4 separate regions of the Mus musculus genome follow, and all the other regions are linked to region 4. Evidence: chromatin contacts called from public HiChIP or PLAC-seq data. All regions are on one chromosome and are shown on one strand. Each heading gives the region's core, a stretch centred on a gene start, on an enhancer-like site or on the middle of the called end of the contact. The rest is flanking DNA. Distances are from core to core; before and after follow the strand shown. Region 1 overlaps Cubn (cubilin (intrinsic factor-cobalamin receptor)). Region 2 holds the start of St8sia6 (ST8 alpha-N-acetyl-neuraminide alpha-2,8-sialyltransferase 6). Region 3 overlaps Cubn (cubilin (intrinsic factor-cobalamin receptor)). Region 4 holds the start of Vim (vimentin).

Region 1 (3,876 bases), core at 445-2,944, 250 kb before region 4:
CTGGCGTTCCCCTGTACTGGGGCATATAAAGTTTGTTAGTCCAAAGGGCCTCTCTTTCCAGTGATGGCTGATTAGGCCATCTTTTGATACATATGCAGCTAGAGACAAGAGCTCCTGGGTACTGGTTAGTTCATATTGTTGTTCCACCTATAGGGTTGCAGTTCCCCTTAGCTCTTTGGGTACTTTCTCTAGCTCTTCCATTGGGGGCCATGTGACCCATCCACTAGCTGACTGTGAGCATCCACTTCTATGTTTGCTAGGCCCCGGCATAGCCTTCTTTATACTTCACAGAGTTCACAGACTCTGTGGATTTTCTTAGTTGTGCCTTGGAAGCTGTAACACATGAAATGAAAATGTTAGTATTAGGCTATTCCAAGTGTATGTAGTCATTCTAAATACCTTGAAAAGTACTGTTAAGTGGTTTTACTTTGCTGCTTTTAATTAGGTGTGCTTGTGCGTATCTTGGTATGGCCATGTGCATGTCAACACAGGTGCTTGCGGAGGCCAGGAGGCCAGGAGGCCAGAGACATTGGGATTACCTGGAGCTGGAGCAACAGTTGTCGCTATGTCCAATGTGTGTACTGGGAGCTTAGCTCCATCCTCTGCAAAATTGGTACATGTTCTTAACCACTGAGCCAGTGCTCCTTGAAAAGTAACTTAAGGAAAAAAAATCTATTTTTGTGTAACTATAATGGCTCTTTCTTAATTATTTATGGATTTAAAGCTTCTACATTCTTAATCATTTGACTTAACTTTTTGTATTTGAGATTATAATAGAATTATAACAGTTCTTCCTCCTCTTTGGCCCTGTGAACCCTCTCTTAGAGCCCTCCCAACTCCCCATTTTCATGGCCTCCTTTTTCTTTACTAATTGTTATTGCATGCATATATGTATGTATGTATGTATGTATACATTCTTAAATATCACTCGTTGAGTCTGTATAACGTTCCTTGTATATGTTTTCAGGACATTCTGTTTGGTGCTGGACAACCAATTTGTGTGCTCATACTCATCTGGCTTTTAAAAACTGTGTTATTACTGGCATCAAAATACAATTAATTGCTTGAGTTATGACTAGTGAAGAGTGAGTGCTTCTGCACAAGGCTTGTGAACACTTTTCAGAATGCAGAAACAATTCTAAGAAATAAATAGCAACTCACTTGGTGATTGATATTCCTATTTTTAAAAAGGATTTGAATGGATCACTATTGGATATAATAGCACTAAAAGCTTGGTTGAAGTAGGACATGCTGTACTCCCAGGGATGCAAGCATTTTCATTTACAGTAATTAATGACTGAACTCAGCTGCTTGGTGGTTTCTGGTTTAAAATGCCTTCTAGTTACAGGAACACAGGAAATGTCCCCATCACTTCTTGTGCAGATACGAACCCAGACTCTGCTAATTACCTACTTGGTTTTTCAGTAGGACTCCGTTTTCCAAATGCAGACAGTACACTACAAAGATTTACAGTCTGTTAAAATCCAAGAACTAGGAATAATTGAATTTGGATCCAAATTTCCCACAAGGCAAAGCAAGAGAAGACAATGCATATTTCATGCTACTATAAACAAGAATGGGTAATGTGTTCTCAGAATCAAAAGAATTTATAAGCAACAAGGCTGTGTTGGAGGCAATGAACAATGGTCTCTACTGCCTCTTTCTGCATCTTTAGGTAGGGGTAGCATAGAATTGTAATGAGTAAACCATGTGCAGTCAACCAGTTAGTGTATGGACTTCTTTCTGTGTTTAGAAGCAACCAGAGTGTGACCTCATATCTCCTAAGATCTTCTGTAGTCAGAAACTACAAGCCTCAGAAGACATAAGATGGGAGCAGACACATGGCAGTCAATATTTAAGAATTGCTATGACGTGGAACAAATTTGGACATTTGTCTCATGACCCCATATGCTGTGTGGTGCAGCCTTTCCTTTCCTCCATCTTGGCCATCAGATTGGTTGCTGGGTTTGTAGGAATTTCAAACACAGTCCAGCTGGGTGTGGTGTTCAGCAAGTAACAGGATGCTCAGAGCTCAGCCATGCTGCCTGTAGATCTTGGGCTTTGTTTCCCTCTTTTCGGACAAGCATTCAAGTACACAGAGGGTGGGTAAACACTAATTCCTGCACTTGTTTGGAGTGTAGAGGAGGAAAGTAAACACCAATGCATAAAAATGATTTAAAAAATGGAATTTAAACAACCTCCTACAGAAATGAATTCCCAAAATGATTCCTTGATGGAGTTTCATCCTCCCCGTGAGAAAAGATCTGAAGCCATGATATTTGAAAATAAATATAAGTAAAGGTCTGTCTTAGGTACTTCCACAAATGCCAGTTTCCAGGCTCAGGCATGTACACAGAGCTCCCAATCAGCTTTTTCACAGATTTTTAAAACGTGAATGAAGAACAACCAGGACTCTAAGGAAACATCCAATGTGAAATTCAGAGACCAATGTAAATAGAGATGCAAACTGAAAGAAACTACATGAAACTTCAAATTATGATTCTATAATAGTTTAAATATGTACATTCAAATGATTCTAGTAAAGCAGAAATCTTATAGGTACTCAAAGGTTGCTGTACATATTCGTGTCCTTAGAGAGTTACAAGAGCATGTACCTCAGTGAAAACAGGAAATTGACTAAGAAAGGAAATGTACAGCATCATGGAGCCAGCTGGCCAGTCCAGAATGCAATGAAGAGACTACAGACACAATGGGGCAGGAAAATCCCAAAACAATGGTTCCCAGATGGCTTGCTGCAGATGGACAGGGATACTGGTGACAAAAATAGACATGCATGTCTTTGATGGAAGATATGTAGAAAAATTCGTGACTAACATCTATAGAATCTAAAAATAGTACAACTGTTATTGTTATTTGAAAAAGCAAATGGAAACGTGGGCACAGCATACTGCCTGGCTTAGCCTGAATGTAGTTTCCACAATCACCCAAGTGGACCAATCATGGAAACTGTGACATGTGTGACTGAAACAGGGAAGTGGACAGAATATGTGTACTCTGAATTCCCTGTGTGCACTTCTCAAGGGAGGAAGCTAATTTCTCAGTTTTTATAGTGGGACATGGCTAGATGAGACCCAAAACGAACTAAAGAGGTGCAAAATAGGAAATGTTAGCTAGAAACAATAATGTAAATGCTTAGAAGGGATTAGAGTCCCAGAGTAGTTGCATTAAGAAGGAGGAGGAAAAGAGAAAACAGGAACATCACCCAGCATTCTCTGGCTCTCAAATGTAAGAAAACCACAGTGGTTCTATACTGAGTATCTGGGGGAAACATTTCAGTACTTCAGATACTAGACCTGAGACAATAATCGGAAAGCTAAATAAGGCCATGTTGAGGTACTTGCAAGTGATGAGGGGATGTCATGGGATGTCAAAATAAATTGCAAACATTAATTTGGGATTTCGGATTGAGCAGCAGACAACTAAACTGACAACAAAAATAGCTTTTTTTTTTAAAAAAAGGTAATCATGTTATTTCCCCAATTCATTCATCAAACCCTTATCTCCAAGAATATAGACCACTAGGATTCACCAAAGGAAACTAGTTCTCGCTCTCAGTAAGCTGGTGTGAAGTACTGTGAAATGACAACACATGAAGGAACAGGTCAAGGGGGGCTTGCTTCATTTAGGGTCCTATAATGAGGTGGTGGGGGTCAGTCACTAGAGTGGAGGTCTAAGGGACATGAAAAGATAACTAGGCAGCCATCTTGGGAGGGACAGTCTAGATGGAGGTCATATCAGCAGTTAAGGCATGATGTTGGAGCACTGCACATAATCAAGGGACAGAAGAGAGATTAGGGTGGCTGGGTCACAGGAGCAGAGAGGAGGTAGGGGTGGGGGAGCACCCTCATAGAAGCA
Region 2 (3,777 bases), core at 240-2,739, 220 kb after region 4:
CAACATTGGTGGGAGGTGGTAAAATCATGTTCAGGCCTATGATCCTTTAGGGGAAAAAGATGACACACAAACACAAAGTACAATCTCACATGTACTTTTCACATATAGGAAATAGACATTACAGAGACATAAAGTAGTCCTAACCTGAAAATGATACCTGGGTCTGGGCTCTGAGTTAATATTAAATTCTCTTATGTATTTCCCCTATGGCTTTCTATATTAAGTTGTGTTATTTCTATAATCAGAATAATAGATATCCAATAATTACTGTACATTAATACACACCCACAGTAAGGAAGAAATGTAAGTTCTTTTTCATCCAGGACAAACACACTGAAGAATTGTATTCCTTCGATCTCAACACAGATGCACTTTAAAGAACAGAAAACAAAACCCACAAACCAAATCTCTCAGTAAAGATAGACAAGTGCCTTCTCTGGGGTTTTCCACACACCTTTATCTACAGAATTCAGTACCCATCTTTGAAAGTGTAGCCGATATGGAGAGATGTGTTTTTAAAGGTTGATGTGCGTAGTCTCTCTCTCTCTCTCTCTCTCTCTCTCTCTCTCTCTCTCTCTCTCTCTCTCTCTCTCTCTCTCTCTCTCTGTCAAAGACAGACAGAGACAGACAGACAGAGATATCCAGGCAAAACGCTCAAGTGAGTTCCACGGGTCTCGCAGTCTTGCCCAGACCTTGTCCATCTGTCCCTAGTGGCCTTAGTACCTGTTCCTGGTGCGTGGTACCGGGGTTGTCGGGCTCCAGAGTGTCTTCAGTGCAGCTGAGGTACCACTGGTGTCCTCTCTGCTTCCCTCCATCAACAGCCTGCACAGCCAGGGAGAAAACTAAGTTATTACACCGCGTTGGAAGCCAGTGTGGCTGGCAGACTGGGCACTGCACTCCAGACGTAATCAGAGCATCTTTGTGCACCCCAGCTCCCGGGATGGGTCCCTAATCTTGAAGTTAGACAGGAAAAATCCCATAGGACAAAACCAGGAGTAGAATGGGGGAGTCCTGGAGCCTGGCGGGAAACCTCTTCAGGAGGTTCCGCTCTGCAGCTCCCTCGCCCACAGAGGCACTATCCGGAGCCCTCCCAACCCCGACGTGTCCCTTTCCACTTCAAACCAAGACATCCGGCCAAGCGTCGCCTCTCCGCGACCCCTGATCTCCACCCTACCCTCAAGGAGCTGCTTAGTCAAAAGTCTAAAGTGGTCAGTCACCCGGATCTTTCCGGGCGTCCCCTGGAAGCAACACCCAGAGCACAGCGTGGGCGCACCGGACCTTTCAGGTGGGGCGAGTTGAGGCCGGGGAATTACCTGGAGCGGGCAGGCGCGTCGGCTGGGCACCAGAGCATACGCAGGAGGAGCAGCAGCATCAGGCTGCCTATGAGGGCGAACAGCGTGCCCCCCGATCTCATCCTGAGCCACGGGCGTCCTCGCCGCCAAAGCTGCCGGGGCGAAGCGCAGCCCGGGCGGCACCGACTCGCCGCTCCGGTCACCGCCTTCGCCGCCGCCGCCACCGCGGCCGCTGCCACGCACACCCCCAGCGTTCAAAGGCGGTGGCGCGGGCCCGCACTCTGGGGGCTGCCCAGAGCCCAGCCTGCAACAGTGTTGCTGGGCACCGAGCCGAAGAAGCCGCGTTCGGGCTCGCTCGCTTCTTCCAAGCCAGCCCCGGCCGCCGAAGCTGGCGAAGCTGGCGGACAGCTAGCGGATGACGATTCTCCAAGCTCGTCGCTTGTCCTCCCGGAGGCGCTCGGAGCCGCTGCGGGCTCTGGTCGCTGCAGCCGCCGCTGCCTCTGCCTACTGCTGCCGCCGCCGCCACGCGGGGTCACCTGAAGGTTGGGGTATGAGCGCTCAACTCCGCGCTGATTGGGCTCCAACTTTTCAGCTGCTCTCACCTTCGCCCGAGTGCGCGCTTGGCCCCAAGTGACCCACCCAATCACATTGCGACTCTGCTATGTAGCTGAGGCCCTGAGCTAGAACCTGGAGGACTGAAGAGAAGAGCAGAAAGGACCCACTTCAAAAAGTTTGCAAACTGGGTTGCTCAGTTGGATCCTCCCACGTGCCTGAAAGCTGCCAGGAACTTGGTAACGTTTGAGTAGACTGGCATTGCATGGCACCTTCCCACGACGTTCCGTGGACAGTTGACACCAAATTACCAAGAGATCTTCAAGGGCAATTTGTCCACCCACCTTTGACCAGAGTCATCTCTGCTTGCTTTAAAACAACTGTTTTATTGGACATCTTTGTGTCCAGTAATTTGTATTATTGATGAGCATGCGATTGTGTGACAGATTGACTGCTTATAAGGGCAGAATTGAGTAGTGGTGACTGCGAGTCTATAGCTCTCAAAACCTGAAGTGTTTACCATTGTTTACCAAATGTTTTTCAGAAAAACAGATTTGCCTACTGCCAATGGAGGTGATCTCTGGATTTTAAATTCTTGCCTAATCCAGAACCTAATTGGAATTATAACGAACACGAGAATTTCACCAATAAGAGAAAAATGCACCAACCAATCATAGGCAGCTAACTCATCACACCACGCAAAGTCAGTTACCTACATGTAGCCAATCAGGTGATCCCTCTACTAAGACTTTGTGCCCGCCCACCAAAAGCTTGCTGCCCACTGATAGGCAGATATCCCCTCTTCTGTTTCCCAGTGCTGCCTAATTCACGAGTCCTTCTTTGTTCAAGTAAATGGTTGACATTTATTTGTCTCAAATATTTCTTTTCTCGTAGCTATAGGTCGACATCCAGTTTCTGTGTTGAAACTCTATCCTCCAACTGTGATTTGATCCTCAACACGAGGCTGGAGAGATGGCCCACTTGAGTTGGATGAATTAGCTAGGGCAGGGTTCAGTGGGAGGATCTGTGCCAAACAATAAGGTGGAGAGTGATAGAAGACCTCACTCAATACCAGCCTCTGGCTTTTGTTCCTGTACATACGTGCACGCACACATGTATGTACAACACACACACACACACACACACACACACAGAGAGAGAGAGAGAGAGAGAGAGAGAGAGAGAGAGAGAGAGAGAGAGAGAGAGAGAGAGCGCAGAGGGCAGGAGTTTCCTTTCTCACTAATTTGTGAGGGGAGGGGACAACCACCAACCATGAACTTTACAATGCTGTAACTCTGACCTTGAACTCATCCAGATTTTTAAAAATCCGTTGTTGTGTCTTCCACCTAGGCAAGAGTATTTATGAAGAGCTGTAACTGACGAGGACAAAGATGCTTCCTTCAGACCATATTGAGGAATATCTCACTTGTTAGGTAAACTCACGTTTATTGATCAGAACCTCACCTGATGCAGAACAATGAGCCAATGATGAGATGATATAATCTGGCTTTCCAATTATTCTTTTAGAAAACTATCCCAACTCTTTTAGCCTTAACCTATGCTGTCCAAGCATGGTCCATCATCTACCCTAGCCCCTAAGGTTAGGCAAGGCTTTCTCTGCTCTATCTGTTACTCTAGATCCCTGAAGTACACCAACAGAGCATAAACTTCATCATTTGTCACACAGGTACTTCCTGTGATTATTCATTCTACTTTTGAACAGCTGAGGTTATTCCAAAAGCAACCTGAATGCTATATCATTTGGGGGGAAAGCTTAATTTAAAATATCTAGAAGAGCCAGAGAAGTGGCTCAGTGGGTAAAATGGAGTACTGAAACCCAGATTGCAGCACCCACATAGATAGCTAGGCAGCTAGGTCTGGTAGCTCAAGCCTGTAATTTTACACAACACTGAGGTGGGGTGGGAATGGGAGA
Region 3 (4,132 bases), core at 1,402-3,901, 220 kb before region 4:
AAACAAAGGGGGTTTCAGAGCAAAGACAAAATGGAAGACACCACAAGACACAAGTGGAAGGGCATTAGAGCCAGTATCTAAAATGAAGGACAAAGCGCGTCCATTCCATATGAAGAAGCAACTGTGTCACGCACAGTAACAGAGGGAGGAGTCTGAAAACAGAAACCCAAGAACTCCACAGTATGGTGAGCTGGAGGGGACCCCTTTCTAAAAGGCTTTCTCCATGTGAACTAGAACTTTAGGAAGACTTGTTTTTAATCTTGTCCAGTATGCTCTTCAACCCTAGCCTGGAAGAGAAGGTAATTTTCTCTGGTTGCCATGTAAAAAGAAACTCTACAGCTTTTCCCTCTGCGGAGGGTAGTGAAACACACTGTTCTTCATCTTTCTACACATTGGCTGTAATTGCCCCACCTGGCCAAGAGCCGCAGGGCTGGATGGCACTCCTTTCCTTTCCTGCTTAGATGCCTCACTGCACAGTGGACATGCACAGCCAGACCTACCTGACCCCACCATCAAGCTCCCAAGACAAGAACAACCATGAGGCTGTACATCCATAAGAGCTTCTATCAAACTGGCAGTCATGGAGTGCCTTAGCACTTCATGTTTACATTGCTGTGACAGTAGAGAACAGGTCTCCCAGACAAATAAGGTTTAGCTAAGAGATGGCCAGGTTTACAGATGATTTTTCTCACTTCTATACCTCATGGTTGTCAGAATGTAGACATTGAATTATAAAGAAGGTACAGGGGAAATTTCAAGAATTAGCTCCCAACGTTAAATGAAAAGAGCCCCAAATAACAAGCCAAAGACTTCTACCACATGTCTGCTAACCCTGAGGTCATCTGTTAATGCTAATCCCTCCCACTCACCTGATGTTGATGCAGAGTAGATGGCATGGAAACCGTCAAAACCGTACACAGAATCAGAGACAAACCTCACTGTCAGGGCATTGCCAAATGATATGATGGGATGGGGCAGAGAGGTACCACAGTAACGGCCTAAAGGGTGAAGAGAACCACATGGAGGTGAGTGACAGCATGGCAGGGACGACACACAGTTTTTCCAGGTACATACAAGAAATCACAAGCATAGCAGGGCGTGGTGGCCGTGCACGCCTTTAATCCCAGCACTCGGGAGGCAGAGGCAGGCGAATTTCTGAGTTCGAGGCCAGCCTGGTCTACAAAATGAGTTCCAGGACAGTCAGAGCTATATAGAGAAACCCTGTCTCAAAAAACAAAACAAAACAAAACAAAACAAAACCAAGAAATCACAAGCAGAACCACTTACATTAGCCTTGTGTTTGAGACAATGCCTGACCACTAAGGATAAACCTCAAAAATAAGCATAGCCAGGATGATTCATAAACCCAATAGAAAGCAATAGGAGGACAGAGGAAAGTTGATGTGACCAGGCTCCAGATGATGGGCCAGGTTACATGGGTTCAATGCCTTGCTTGTCATTTACTAGCAACATAACCTGAGACAAGTACTGTGGGTGCTCTGTGACTTAGTTGCCCCATGTGAAGAGGAGGACATATTAGAAATAATTAAACCCATCTCATAAGGATGTAAAGACTGAGTTACCACTTATAAAATACTTAGAACAGTACTCCACAGGAGATAACTGGGTAGGAGTGTGCATTCTATAACACATCCTGTTCCAATGTGAATGGATTAATATCTTAAACATTACAATGAGGGGTTTGCCTGGGGCTTGTTCTTTGTCCACCATTCTCTCAGGCTCCATTCTCGGCACAGGAATAGCATTGAAACCTCCTCTGATGGCGCTTCCCTCTGCCAGGGAGACTTTTCCATGGTAAAGTCTCATGGAGAAAGCTTAAAGCATGTGAAGTTATTTTGTCTGAACCATCTCAAGAGCTATATCACACACTTTATCATGATGTCTAGCACACCAACTGGTGGACTTTTAATGAAGTCAATTAACTAATTTTCAAATGCTTTCCTCCCACTGGGGACAGAAGAAACATGTCCAGTGGAGTATAAGACATATTTTAAAGTACTCTCCAGAAGCTTCAGAAAGACTTTTGTCTAATGCCAAAACAGTCTTTGTCACACTACTGCCCCTGCCTCAGACTGTCATTTAGTATCTGCAACTTGCCTTTCAGAAACAAGTTAAAATACACAAATTGCATGTAGAAGATAAGTAAGTTGAATTTCATGAGCCCCACATTGTCCTGCTTTCCTACCCTCTGGTTATTCTTATGTGGTTTGAGGCTCTTCATGCTTATTGAAAACACTGTAACCTTGAATGTCAACACTGTGAATGTCTGTGTGCATGGCTGCACACTTGGGATGCACACGCACACACACACACACACACACACACACACACACACACACACTACGTGACAAGACTACAGATGAAATGACAAAATCTCCGGTACCTTGGACAGGTGCATCAGAGTCTCTGCCATCCAAAATTTCTACAAAGTCCCGTGTGCAATCTGTGCTGCTTTGCAGATGAAAGTGAGTAAAGGAGAGAGCAATATGATTGACTGTAGAAAAAAAAGAGAGAGAAGAGTGTTGGTTATTTAATAAAACACTGGCAAGCAGAACAGAGAGATTTTGCCCCTGGTACTCTGAGATGATGCCAAATCCCTTGCTTTCTGGCAGCTTTGCACAGGGGTGGGGTGAGTAAACAGAGCTAAGGGCTCAGCTTCGCGCTAAAGGGCTTCCTTTGAAGAGTAACAGAATCAATGCTTTTGAAAAATGCCTGCAGAATCCAAAATGCCAGGCATGGTAAATCAGGACTCTTGGGTAGGGTCATCCCAGGGACTTCTGGAGACATCTTATTGGAAAACATAGTTTTCGGCTTGCTTTGTTTTGTTTTGTTATGTTTTGCTCTATTTGTGTTGTTTGTTAGCCATTGTTGTGTTCCTCTGAGAAGCACTTTCTTAGGCTCTGAGTCCTTACATGTACTTGTACTAAGGCATATTTTCCCCCCTGGACATGGCTCCCAGCACACTCAAATTTATTTAGGGGTCGGAAGCAGTGCCCGAGAGCTTCTGAATCATCCATCAAGAAAGCTTTGAATCATGGAAGAACAGTCAGCGCCCAGATGGCAGTTTCCTCTTGTAGTCTTTACAGCGTTTCTAATCCTCAGAAAGGGATCTTTTCCTGTTGCTGTCCTTGTAGCGGTGAGATCTTTCATCTAGATGTTTTTGCAGATCATTAGAAAATAATCAGGAGGCACAAAACTGCTGAGCTCAATGCAGGGGGCTTCTTTATCTTGGCTTTGTTGGGGCTCCACCCTCTCCATGTACAAAGGCTAAGGATTACATTATCTGTCAGCTCCCACATTCCATGAATGGCCATAAAATACTATCAGTTTGTGAAAGTGTTAGATAATATTTAAGGCCAGCTTTTTTGAGAATTATTTTGTGCAGGGACCTGATTAGCCTAAGTGACTGTCCTGTTTTTACAAAGTCATTAATTAAAGAACAGAGAAGAGAACTTAATGGCTTTCACACGTTGTGTCTTAAATCACAACTTCTTCCTAGAGACCTGAAAGGAGGGGAGGGTTCAGATGAAACAGGACTCATAATGAGGCCTGGAATAGTCTGCTTGGAGCCATTCTGCCAGGCCTGTAAAGGCCATCTCATTTTCTCTGCCTGGAAAATGTGGAGGGACTATTGCCATGTCACATAGCAGAATTCTAAGATCCCCAAAAGAAGAAAGAGAAAATAAGCATTTATTGAGGGCCTCTAGGCATGCACTGATTTCATAAATATATCCATTGCAGGAGAGATCAGGTTTTACAATTAGTTTCCCTTTTAGTGATCAATAACTTGCAACCCTGCGTCCTCCAACAGTTAGGTATTTCTCCAATCTCTATCCTTATTCACATATTCATTCACCATCTACTTTACTTGTATTTGTACACTTTGTTTGTATGTATTTGTGCATTTCAGGCAGGTAAGTGTTCTAGTAACTGCATCCTCAGTCGTTTGTCTTTTTGTTGGTCTGTTGGTTTGTTGTTGCACAAAGCATCTCACTGATCCCAGAGTAGCCTCCAACTAGGTATGAATGGACGATGACCTTGTACTTCTGGTTCTCCTACCAGAAGTTGGAGCGACAAGCATGCAATACCATTAACTAAATGCGATTCATTT
Region 4 (3,962 bases), core at 762-3,261:
TCCGAGCAATCTCACAATGGTGACATTTGCTGAACCATGGCTTGAATAAAAGGCTCTCAGTGTGCAGAATGGTAACGTGAGGCACAGGCTAACCCTGGCAGTGCTCTCTGGAAAGGACCCACAGCCTCTCTTTGAAAGGAGAATAAAGAAAGGCACAGCAGGAGAGCTGGGTCCCAGAGAGTCCTGCAGGCAACCTTGACCGCAGCATTCCCAGAACTGACTGAGATGAGGTGCACAAAGGGTTGCTTCAAAGAGTCTTGTACAAAAAAGCTAGCATAAATCCTGCACGTGTCTCTAAACGGCCTTTCTTAATTGCCAGGTAAGCTGGGAACACTCTGTGCTCCAAAGAAAAACAAAAGCAAAAACAAAATACAAGCTCCTTTTCCTTCCCTATTCACTAATGGACCCATCTCCCAGTTTGTTTGTTTTTGTTTCAGTACTCCACAAATCCCAAACCAAAAGAAACTGTAATTTTTCTATCCGTGCTTAATCACAAAGGGCCTAACTTCCCTTTCTTGAAAAGTCCTTTTCCCTTGGAGAACGGAGACCCCTTAGTCTTGCCTAGAAGCAAACGTGAAGCAATAGCCTTGAGCTGGTCATTTTCCCTTTGAAAAGGTGACAGTCGCTGCATCTCAACACTCTGAACCTTTTGTTTTGTGGACAGTTGTCGCCATTTCAAGTTAGATTTCATGATTTTTCTTTGTGGAAAATAGGATCTGTGGCGTTGCCCAGACAAGTCACTAGAATCTTCTCCCCTGCATCGCTGCTCTAAAATCTACAGAAATCTGTTTCTTCAGTTTATCACTTGAGCTACATAACTGCCTTTCTTCCGAACTCATTCACCGAATTGGATTTTTTAGCAAAACCCAATGGTTTCTTGTCCGACTTGCTTATCTTCTAATGCAGTCCACTTTCAGAAAGGCCGAGATCACTGGGCTTGCTTTTGAAATTACCAAAGTAGTTTCCTCTTTCACCCAGAACTTAGGGTGTGGTTTCATGCAGGAAAGAGAGAGAGAGAAAGAAAGAGAGAAAGGGGGAGGGAGGGAAGGAGGGAGGGAGGGAGCTTTTGTCGTCAGGGGTGGGGATGGGGGTAGGGGTGTGTGGATGTGTTTTGTGGCTCTCCCGGGTCTGCAAGAGTTTCTTTCTAAGGAGAACTCTCCACACTTCCCCAACAATCACAAGAACGGTTATTCTCAAAGTTGGTTTAAAACTTCGGACAATGAATGAGCTTAGCGCTCTTGGAGTCTGGAGTCAATCTCAACTAACGGTTTTCCTGAACCGCTAGACGATCTCACCCTCAGGGCTCCATGAGTCATATCCACTGACTCAGCGACCCCACCCCGTCCCCTGGGCTTTACTCCAGAGGCAGTGGCTCCTAATCCTCTCTAGTTGAACTGAGTCCGTTAGATCAGGGGATATGACCACGTCAAACAAGCCCTCTGCAAAGGTCTTGAGCCAGATATCTTGGGCTGTGTGCTTCTCCACCCCCAATCTCGGGCCCTCTTTGTTTCTCTCTCCCCGGCTTCCGATCTGCAGGACTGCTTTTGCAGGCTCTTCCTGCTCCTCCGCTCTCGGATCTCCCCACCCACCCAGTCCCAGAAGACCGCAGATCTGCGACTGCGACCACGCCCCTCCTACCAGCGCGCCTAGTCCCACGCCCCTTTGGCCCAGTGCCAGGGATCGCTTTACTCAACTTTCCAGAGCCCCCCTTCCTTCCCCCATGAATCCTTCCCGCGATCCCTTCTTTCTCAGCACCCAAGGGTGAGTAGAGAGTTCGGGTGATCACCAGGAAAGCCCCTGAAAGGCCTAGCACTTCCAATTAGTAACAGGACTGTGCTTGATACCCTACAGCCCTGGAGGAAGGCTCGAGGGGAGCTCCCTCCCCCACCCCCCTTCCTCACTTCTTTCCGGGTCCCCATTGGCTGGCTCGCTCGGCGGCTAGGATGGCAGTGGGAGGGGACCCTCTTTCCTAACAGTGTTATAAAAGCAGCGCCCTTGGCGTTGTCCAGTCCTCTGCCACTCTTGCTCCGGGACCCCAGAGACCCCAGCGCTCCTACGATTCACAGCCACCGCGCCCTCATTCCCTTGTTGCAGTTTTTCCAGCCGCAGCAAGCCAGCCCACCTTCGAAGCCATGTCTACCAGGTCTGTGTCCTCGTCCTCCTACCGCAGGATGTTCGGTGGCTCCGGCACATCGAGCCGGCCCAGCTCCAACCGGAGCTATGTGACCACGTCCACACGCACCTACAGTCTGGGCAGCGCACTGCGCCCCAGCACTAGCCGCAGCCTCTATTCCTCATCCCCCGGTGGCGCCTATGTGACCCGGTCCTCGGCAGTGCGCCTGCGGAGCAGCGTGCCGGGCGTGCGGCTGCTTCAAGACTCGGTGGACTTCTCGCTGGCCGACGCCATCAACACTGAGTTCAAGAACACCCGCACCAACGAGAAGGTAGAACTGCAGGAGCTGAATGACCGCTTTGCCAACTACATCGACAAGGTGCGCTTCCTCGAGCAGCAGAACAAAATCCTGCTGGCTGAGCTCGAGCAGCTCAAGGGCCAGGGCAAGTCGCGCCTGGGCGACCTGTACGAGGAGGAGATGCGGGAGCTGCGCCGGCAGGTGGATCAGCTCACCAACGACAAGGCCCGTGTCGAGGTGGAGCGGGACAACCTGGCCGAGGACATCATGCGGCTGCGAGAGAAGTAAGGCCTGACCTACGCGAGTGGTGGGGTGTGGGAGGGAGGGGAGTCCTGGGCCTTGCACTGGGGCTGCCACGCCCTTGGGGATGTGGCTGGGGTGGCGGTTGTCTGGAGGATAGCAGAGGAAGCGGGCCCCACCCTGAACCTAAACTTTGCAGTGAACATTTCTCTTTTCGCCTCACTCAAGCACTTCCATTGAACTTTTTAGAAAGTTTCTTAGGTCCTTCTTCTGGGCTTACAGTTACCAGACAGGAGGAAAGAATGGGTGTGAAGGGTTCCAGACAAAGAGATGGCAAAGGCATCTGGGATATTGGGACAGGGGATTGGCTGTAATTGTAAGGGAAGGGCAGTGATTGTCTTTTCCAGTGTGCCCCAACTCCAGCTAACACCTGCAGAGAGCTGCCACCTCGACAAGTTGCAGTAACTACTGTGGGTGGAGGTGTCACAGCAGCTCTGGACTCAAGGCTTGGCGGCATTTGTGGTTGGGTGTGGCCGCCCCGCCCCTGGCGGTTTTCCAGTTCCCCTTTGATTAATGTGCTGCTGCTTCAGATTGCAGGAGGAGATGCTCCAGAGAGAGGAAGCCGAAAGCACCCTGCAGTCATTCAGACAGGTTTGTAGACTTCTTTTTCACATGCAGCCAGCAGCCCAATGGAGCCAACCCGCGAGCGGTTCTAAAAGTTACTTCCCTTAGGTTTTAAAAGGTGCAGAACTTCACGTCTGCTTGTAAAGCCCCCTGGCGGCGGAAAGCGCACAGATTGAAAAACTCCACTATTTAGGGCAGTCTTTGGAACATGAAGGCTTTATTTTCTGCTTCGTTTCCAGATTTTTCTGATCCCCCACACCCCCGAAACATTTCTCCTTTCGTTTTTTGAAACATATCGACATTCGGATATTGAATGGTTACAATTTGATTACATTGTGGATTGTGAAGGTGAAATTGGCTAACTTTCACAAGGTCATAAAAACCACAGTTGCTTCCTCCAGTTGGAAATGTAGAATACTCTGGAGGATGAGAAAGTTTAACTGGAATTAAGCCAAGTTCCCTTTCTTCCTTCGAAGTTCGGCACTGCGTGAAAGTTAGCAGAAGAGTCATTGCACAACCATTTTTGAAATCTAACAAGGGTGAAAAGAAGCCATCTGTTCCCGTAGCTCAAGGGTGTTAAAGGTTTCTATGGGCTTCACTATGGAATGTAGATAGGGACGTTCTGGCAAATGCGGTGGCTCTGGACAGAAAGAATAGGGGCCTTTGTGTTCCCAGAGCAGCTTTGCA

Evidence for each region. HiChIP or PLAC-seq counts read pairs in DNA pulled down with a chosen protein or histone mark.
Region 1: a contact with region 4 is called in an H3K27ac HiChIP or PLAC-seq map of the HPC-7 cell line, with 7 times the contacts expected there. The contact joins the enhancer-like site here to the promoter of Vim in region 4. A contact is called at or near these places in 3 of 39 promoter capture datasets (embryonic stem cells and pre-B cells), 1 of 484 Hi-C or Micro-C datasets (the N1E-115 cell line), 18 of 115 datasets of contacts at active chromatin or transcription factors (the 230-238 cell line, the HPC-7 cell line, bone marrow-derived macrophages and 15 more) and 4 of 9 other capture datasets (adipose tissue, embryonic stem cells, liver and 1 more).
Region 2: a contact with region 4 is called in an H3K27ac HiChIP or PLAC-seq map of embryonic stem cells, with 7 read pairs. The contact joins the promoter of St8sia6 here to the promoter of Vim in region 4. A contact is called at or near these places in 3 of 39 promoter capture datasets (cranial neural crest, embryonic stem cells and stem cell-derived epiblast-like cells), 11 of 484 Hi-C or Micro-C datasets (B cells, CD4 T cells, embryonic stem cells and 1 more), 7 of 115 datasets of contacts at active chromatin or transcription factors (embryonic stem cells, large pre-B cells, memory CD8 T cells and 1 more) and 1 of 9 other capture datasets (embryonic stem cells).
Region 3: a contact with region 4 is called in an HNF4G HiChIP or PLAC-seq map of pancreatic cancer cells. The contact joins the enhancer-like site here to the promoter of Vim in region 4. A contact is called at or near these places in 4 of 39 promoter capture datasets (embryonic stem cells, hematopoietic stem and progenitor cells and neutrophils), 1 of 484 Hi-C or Micro-C datasets (granulosa cells), 18 of 115 datasets of contacts at active chromatin or transcription factors (the 230-238 cell line, T-cell acute lymphoblastic leukemia, acute myeloid leukemia and 15 more) and 2 of 9 other capture datasets (adipose tissue and liver).

What each region holds. Positions count from the first base shown.
Region 1 is chr2:13,327,262-13,331,137 of GRCm38.p6, forward strand. All of the region lies in intron 48 of Cubn (cubilin (intrinsic factor-cobalamin receptor)), which reads right to left. Among named protein-coding and RNA genes, the nearest start is that of Gm13270, 58 kb to the left of the region's middle. Within about 2 kb of position 1,695, at least 9 of the 459 cell types and tissues checked have an H3K27ac peak or open chromatin away from gene starts, as enhancers often do. A contact at or near this core is called in the HPC-7 cell line and pro-B cells, where this site is marked.
Region 2 is chr2:13,792,031-13,795,807 of GRCm38.p6, forward strand. St8sia6 (ST8 alpha-N-acetyl-neuraminide alpha-2,8-sialyltransferase 6) reads right to left here and starts at 1,490. Exons shown (of 8, transcript NM_145838.1): 1 at 1,314-1,490; 2 at 724-822. The coding sequence starts at 1,414.
Region 3 is chr2:13,355,715-13,359,846 of GRCm38.p6, forward strand. Cubn (cubilin (intrinsic factor-cobalamin receptor)) reads right to left here. Exons shown (of 67, transcript NM_001081084.2): 34 at 2,405-2,515; 35 at 870-998. Among named protein-coding and RNA genes, the nearest start is that of Gm13270, 86 kb to the left of the region's middle. Within about 2 kb of position 2,652, at least 21 of the 459 cell types and tissues checked have an H3K27ac peak or open chromatin away from gene starts, as enhancers often do. A contact at or near this core is called in adipose tissue, neural tube and pancreatic cancer cells, where this site is marked.
Region 4 is chr2:13,572,300-13,576,261 of GRCm38.p6, forward strand. Vim (vimentin) reads left to right here and starts at 2,012. Exons shown (of 9, transcript NM_011701.4): 1 at 2,012-2,695; 2 at 3,242-3,302. The coding sequence starts at 2,133.